Linked DNA regions of Mus musculus: region 1 is linked to region 2. Evidence: chromatin contacts called from public HiChIP or PLAC-seq data. All regions are on one chromosome and are shown on one strand. Each heading gives the region's core, a stretch centred on a gene start, on an enhancer-like site or on the middle of the called end of the contact. The rest is flanking DNA. Distances are from core to core; before and after follow the strand shown.

What was found. HiChIP or PLAC-seq counts read pairs in DNA pulled down with a chosen protein or histone mark.
Region 1: an H3K4me3 HiChIP or PLAC-seq map of bone marrow-derived macrophages shows a contact between it and region 2, with 6 times the contacts expected there. The contact joins two enhancer-like sites. A contact is called at or near these places in 1 of 39 promoter capture datasets (the 3T3-L1 cell line), 7 of 484 Hi-C or Micro-C datasets (bone marrow-derived macrophages, cortical neurons, cumulus cells and 3 more), 5 of 115 datasets of contacts at active chromatin or transcription factors (CD8 T cells, bone marrow-derived macrophages, embryonic forebrain and 2 more) and 1 of 9 other capture datasets (embryonic stem cells).

What each region holds. Positions count from the first base shown.
Region 1 is chr16:50,408,225-50,411,214 of GRCm38.p6, reverse strand. The region is part of intron 2 of Bbx (bobby sox HMG box containing); the gene reads left to right. Among named protein-coding and RNA genes, the nearest start is that of Bbx, 23 kb to the left of the region's middle. Within about 2 kb of position 1,639, at least 5 of the 459 cell types and tissues checked have an H3K27ac peak or open chromatin away from gene starts, as enhancers often do. A contact at or near this core is called in bone marrow-derived macrophages, where this site is marked.
Region 2 is chr16:50,687,749-50,691,052 of GRCm38.p6, reverse strand. No RefSeq gene overlaps it. Among named protein-coding and RNA genes, the nearest start is that of Mir6363, 38 kb to the left of the region's middle. Within about 2 kb of position 1,777, at least 38 of the 459 cell types and tissues checked have an H3K27ac peak or open chromatin away from gene starts, as enhancers often do. A contact at or near this core is called in bone marrow-derived macrophages, where this site is marked.

The DNA of each region.
Region 1 (2,990 bases), core at 390-2,889, 280 kb after region 2:
AATACCCTGCATATTTGCAACAGTAATAGTGTAACATCTACCTTTGTGCTGATCCTAAAATGATTAAAAAACAAACAAACAAGGGAAATAGTTGCTTCTTATTCTTTAAAGAATGGTGACTGATGGGTTATTTCCTAGGAAAACCATTGTCTATGTGGTGTGAGCAAGGGGAGTTAGATTTTGTTCTCTGGCTCCAGGTCTCTCAAGTTTGGGTCTTGCTCAGTAGGTAGTGATGATGTGTTAGTTAGAACCACAGTTTTGCTAAGGTTTTCCTTCCCCCGGGTGACATGGCTGTAGAACCCAGGGCTCCAAACAGATTTTGCAGTGGAGTTTTCTTATCAGTTCTCTTTCCAAGCCTCATGGTTAGGTCGAAGTGGACAGGGAGTAATACTGATCTGTAGAAGGAAGTCAGCTTGTGGAAGGCAGCTCACAGGTGCTAATTGTTTCCAGCAGAAAAATTACCCATGGAAGGAAGGTCAGGGTAATCCTGGACGCTCGGCTTTTATTTAGGTCCTGCGAGCTAATGATCAGTTTCCCCGACGCTGTGATACCTACCTAACCTGCCCCAGCCCTGTGTGCAGGCTCTTCCGCTCTCAGCGGATTGATAGCTGAGGTTCAAATTGGCACATGGCTGCGCATCTGTTTTCATTCTTTAACTTCACAGATCACAAAAGTATTACTGGTTTCCCAGTTATTTCTGTTTGATAATTTATCACTTTATTTTACCATTGTTACAAGTTTAGGAGGTTTTACTGTGATTAAAAGGATTTTTTTTCTTTTTTTCTTGAGCCAATTGTCAGAACAGGGTAATAATTTGTTTATTTTGGTCTATGTAAGATTCACAAATTTGAGATTATGATAACAGTCACATGATTAAACAAGTCATTAGTCAGTGAGTTTGTGATGTCATTCTAGGGGTGTATAATCTTATTTTACATGAGATACTTTCTCTAAGAAACTTGTAATAAAAGCTCATAGAATTTATCATTTTCTTTTTAAAAGACAAAGTCTCACTATAGCACTGTAGATCAGGGTGGCCTAGAACTCAGAGAGATCCACTTGCCTCGGCCCCTTGAGGGCTGAGATTAAAGTCATACACCACCATACTAGGCTAGAAACGGATTTTTTTTTAAAGATTTATTTATTGATTTTTATAAGTGTGAGTACATTGTTGCTCTCTTTAGACACACCAGAAGAGGGCATCGGATTCCATGACAGATGCTTGTGAGCCCCTGCGTGGTTGCTGGGATTTGAACTCACTCAGGACCTCTGGAAGAACAGTTTCTTACTCTTAACCCCTGAGCCATCTTTTCAGCCCCCAAAACTGTGAATTTTTACTTCTATTTTAGTTTATGGAAAAACTGGGACTTTCGAGTTAAATAACCAAACCTTATATTTGTATACAAACCTATAGTAACTATATGTTAATTTTCAAAAAGTACTGAATAAGGTCATGTTATTAAGATATATAATCATAATATTTTGGGCCTAGCAAACTATCTTACTTTAATATAAGATATTATGGTCATTGTATCTAAAAGTGATACATGGTTGTTTTTCTCCCAACTACTGCTTATTTTTAGAAAGAACACGAGTTATATTGATTTGCTGAGTAATGTCTTACCCATCCAGTTCCTGTTATCTTGTAACATAGCTGTTCTGCTTACTTGACTTACTATGATTTGTGAGTAATGAGTATTTTGGGTATACTTCATAATGCTCATGGTGAAAGATTAGCCAATGTGTGTATCTTTGCTTTAAAAATCTCAAGCTTTTTAATTACCAATTACTAAGTTGCTTTATATCATGAAATAATACTAGAAATTGATTTTTTTCCCCTAATAAAATGAAATAGCTTAAATACTGTCATCTTTTTTTGAAGGGTTGTGTTGAAGTTTCTATGACTAGTTCTCTTTGAATCTTAGACACTGGGTGATGGCACAGGCCATATTAACTATTCTGCAGTAGAGTGTCTTTAGTGAACCAGTGGTCTTGGTGACATTGACAACATACCTGCTCAGCTAGTCTTACTGAGCGCTGTCTTAGTCCTATGTGGGCTGGTCATTGCTCCATTCCTTACTTGACACAACAGTACCAGCTTGAATATCTACTATGTAAGTACATGTTCACTGATGGATGAAGTATAAATATTTTAGGGTTTTTTCTGGTGACATAATTTTGAGGTCTGATCAGTTCTAGATTTCTGTGACATGTCTTTCAGTTGGTTTACTTTCAGCTCTATAAGTCTTAACTTTAAAGAAACGAATAAAACATGACATTAAATATATGTGTTCATAATTTATTTGTATACAAGGTAGTCTTCTATTGAAAGCCAAAGTAATAGTAGACACAATTTACCTGAATTCCTCTCCTCTTTGTCTCTTCTACATTTTTGTTTGTTTTGTTTTTAATTTTTTGAATCTTATTCTTTATTCTTTCACACATTTTGAGTCAAGGTTCTGACAGGAAGAGTCTCCTACCTGGAATTACATGAGAGAGACCTTTATCTAAGCCCAGTGCCACTTCTACTGTTCTCAGTCTCTCCGGTTCTTGACAGTTGCTTGTTTTTCTCATTTGCTTAGCTTCATTTTCAGTATTTTAGATATAGTTCTGGTTCCCGATACACTGTCAGAAAGTCAAGTCTGTCTTTTACATACCCACCTGGGAGGTAGCATGCTTTAGAAGTATGACTATGTCTTAGACAACTCACATTTGAAAGTCACGCATGACACTCTTAGCTTTGAAGATGTGGGTGGGTATATGTAGAAAATCATTTTCTAGTATTTCATGATGCAAAACAACTTAGTAATTGGTGATTAAATAGCTTACGATTCTGGTTCCTTCATATGTAAACAAAGGCGATATTAATTACCTTTTGGAATCATTTTCAAAATTAAAAGATACGACCTGTGTAAAGTACTTGAATGCTTTGAATGTAGGAAGTCAGCATTTATATATTCATACTTTTTTTTTAAGATGAAAAAGACACT
Region 2 (3,304 bases), core at 528-3,027:
CAGTGTTTGTCTGGGGGCGGGGAGGGGTGTGCATGTGGGTGGGACTGCCCACAGAGGCCAGAAGTGGGCGTCAGGTTCCCTGGAGCTAGAGATACAGACAATTGGGAGTTTCCTCATGTGAGGTCTGAGAACCAAACTGCTGTCTTCCACGAGAGCAGCAAATAGTGGACGTTGATAGAAATACGTGGTGGCCAGACATTATTTTTTTCAGCTAGCATATTCAGTACTTCCTTAAAATTCAAAGAGCAGGAGGCTGGAGAGATGGCTCAGCGGTTAAGGACATTTGCTTCTTCACGCCATCCCTCTGGTGCACTTGGAGAGCCTGACAGTGCAGGAGGTTCTGATACAGAGCTTCCTGGGCCCTTGAAGTCAGGTGATGATGATGGCTAAGGCTCTGTCAAAATAGAGACCCAGAGATTCAGTAAGGCCAATCATACTGTGGACTAGTTAGTGTAAATCCCAGATAATGTAGAAAATGCAAGGCATACTTAAAAATCATGAGTTGCATGTATTTAAACTATGAATTTATTAACCAGAGCTGGAATTGTTTAAATCCAGATAAAATAACCATAGTAAAATTGTTTCGAAACTAAAGTGCTTGTTAAAAACAAAACACCATTAAGCAAGAAAAAAATAATTCCTTGCCATTAGTATTTATTACTTGAACATTATTCCATAAAGATAAAGTGGTTGTTTTGATTCATCTCCATGCACTTGAATCAGTCTCTTTGTGTCCAATAACACGTCACAGGTATTTCCTTTTAAGAATGTGGTGTTTTAGACAAAATATTTAAATATTTTCAGTAAATTACCTCCAATGTTCATAATGCTGTATTTTATGGATGGTGAGATTAAAATTATTAAAATCTCCACTCACACAAGGTAAAGGCAACAGATTTTAAACCAAACAGATCGTAAGATGTCAGCATACACCAGGGCTTTCCTGGTCAAAACAGAACAACATTACATTCTAACTAGAAAACCAGAGAGAGAAAAACAGATTTTAGAGATATACTGATTCCCACACCGATGTCAACCCTCAGTATGGGGCTGGGGGTGAGGGGAAATCACATTTCTAAAGTGAAGCATTAGAAGCAAAAAGGCAAGGTCTATCAGTCATCAGAAATGAGACCACAGTGGCCCACGGAGCCACCGCTGACCTGGCTAAGTAGTGTCTTCTGGGTGTGGCGTCATTCTATTCCCCCTCCTAAGAAATGAGTAGATACCTATTTCTAGCTCTTGCAGCCACCCACCCTCTGAGACAAACAACGCTGCAAAGTGACCTCCCAGACAGGCAGGAGAAAATGGCAAGGCACGCAGCGACTCGGAGAGGACAGTGTTAAGGAACACTGAATGTATTCTCTCTGAACTCACACTGTCTCAATGAGCCACAAGAGGCAACTCGGAGGAGCCAAGTGAAACTGAATAGAAGAAGAAATTAGCGAACAAATACTTTTTCCTCTTCAGGAAGAACCAAAAAAAGAAAAAACAAAAACAAAAACAAAACAAAAAAGTAAGAACCCGTCTTTTGCAACCCAGGTTGGAGAGTCCTTTACTCATGTGACATTCCTTGGTTCCTCCCACAAGTCACAATACAAGCTCACACTCCGCTGAGGGTCCCTGTCTGCACTGCCGAAATCAGGTGAGAGAGAAACCCGGTACAGCGCAATCATCCACGGATGTTATCTTATATCGGTATTTTGTTTTCTCAGTATGGTCTCGTAACAGGGATTATTTTTTCCCAAGAACCACAAGAGGGAGTGTTCTTACTTCTTTGTCACACTGCCTAGCTCTGCCACTGGAGAGATATTACCCCTATTTTGTTTAAATGATAAGGCATATTATTAAACAGTAGGCAAGCTCCTTTATAGTCATCTAAAATCTGAGAGATTATCTGCTTCTCTTTTATTGATTCGTATTTATTATTTCCTAGATGTTTTCTTGGCCACTCGTGATGAAAGAGAAAGCAGACAGTCTTTCCCTCCAGTTTCTTCTCTCCTGTGTATCATCTGGGCTTGTGAAAAGGGATTTCTCCATTAAGCTGTGTGCAGCAAGTGCAAGAGCGGGGTACAGGGTTCATGAACCAGCAGCAAGGGAGTCAGTTATCTAGGAGTAATGGCTGCTGCAGCAGGCTGGCTGCTTTTGTCCCTAAAAGGCTAACAGGAAACCACACACCGGATTCTATCCCTTCTCACCCAGGATGATAATAAATAGTTTATTTTTTTTCAGAATCTGAATTAGGCTGACTTTATACACTGACTCCTTAAGCCTGGCTCATGAACAGTCACTAAAACAAAAGGATTGAAAGTATCCAGGGACACACAAATGTGTGCATGCACACACACATACACATGATACCCATGCACATGCATACACATGCACACAGGAAGGGAGAGAGGGAGAGAGAAATTGAGCTCTGGTCAAACCTGCTGATGACAGATGATCATCATAGGGCTCTCTTTCATTTTAAAACAAAAACAGAGAGCTGTTCTCAAAGGGGAAAAAAAAGGTATTTGTTTGGGATAGGTACAGCCATGGCATATTCAAGGAGCTCCAACAAATGGGGAGTTTTCAAAGGCTACACTGATGACTTTTCCATCTGATCCCTTAACCCTTGGCCACAGTGGTGAGTGAGAGTGGCCTTGGTCTAGGACTGAACAGACAATCTGGACAGATGTCCTTGTACAAGTACTGTTTATGTAAAGCTGCGGTGGCTTTTTGAGGCTGCGTTATGGTGCAGCGTAGGCTGCGAGTCTTTCGTGTCCTCTGGGGTACTGCTGACCAGGCAAGCTTGCATAAGAAGCTTCCCTCAAAGTCTCTGGGCTCTGTTTGCTTTTTTTTTTTTTTTTTTTTTTTTTTTTTTTAAGTTGGCAGTATGAGTCTATTTTGATTTTTTTTTTTTAATTTTGAATTTCTTTTACACAAGGGATAACTCACGGATTCAGGTACCTCCCGTTATTCTATTTCAGCATCTGCCTACCGAGTTCTGTCTTGGCTTGTGTGCAGAGTAAAATAACTTTAGGAGCCAGAGTGGGAACTGGTCCATTTTACTTCTTTCTACAAGCCATTCTCCAGTCCCAAGACCCATTTGGATGGGAAGTAAGCTTTGTGAATGCCTGGAAAGAGAATACAGAACTAGTAAGCTTGTAGACCACAGACTCTTAATGTGGGTCTCATAGTTTTCCAGGCCTGTCAGTTTGACTGAAAATAAATGACATCCTTTAACAGAAATTTAACATTTCTTCCAATTAAATGTAGGTATGGTAGATGCTGCATGTCTTGGTTAGGGTTTCTGTTCCTGCAC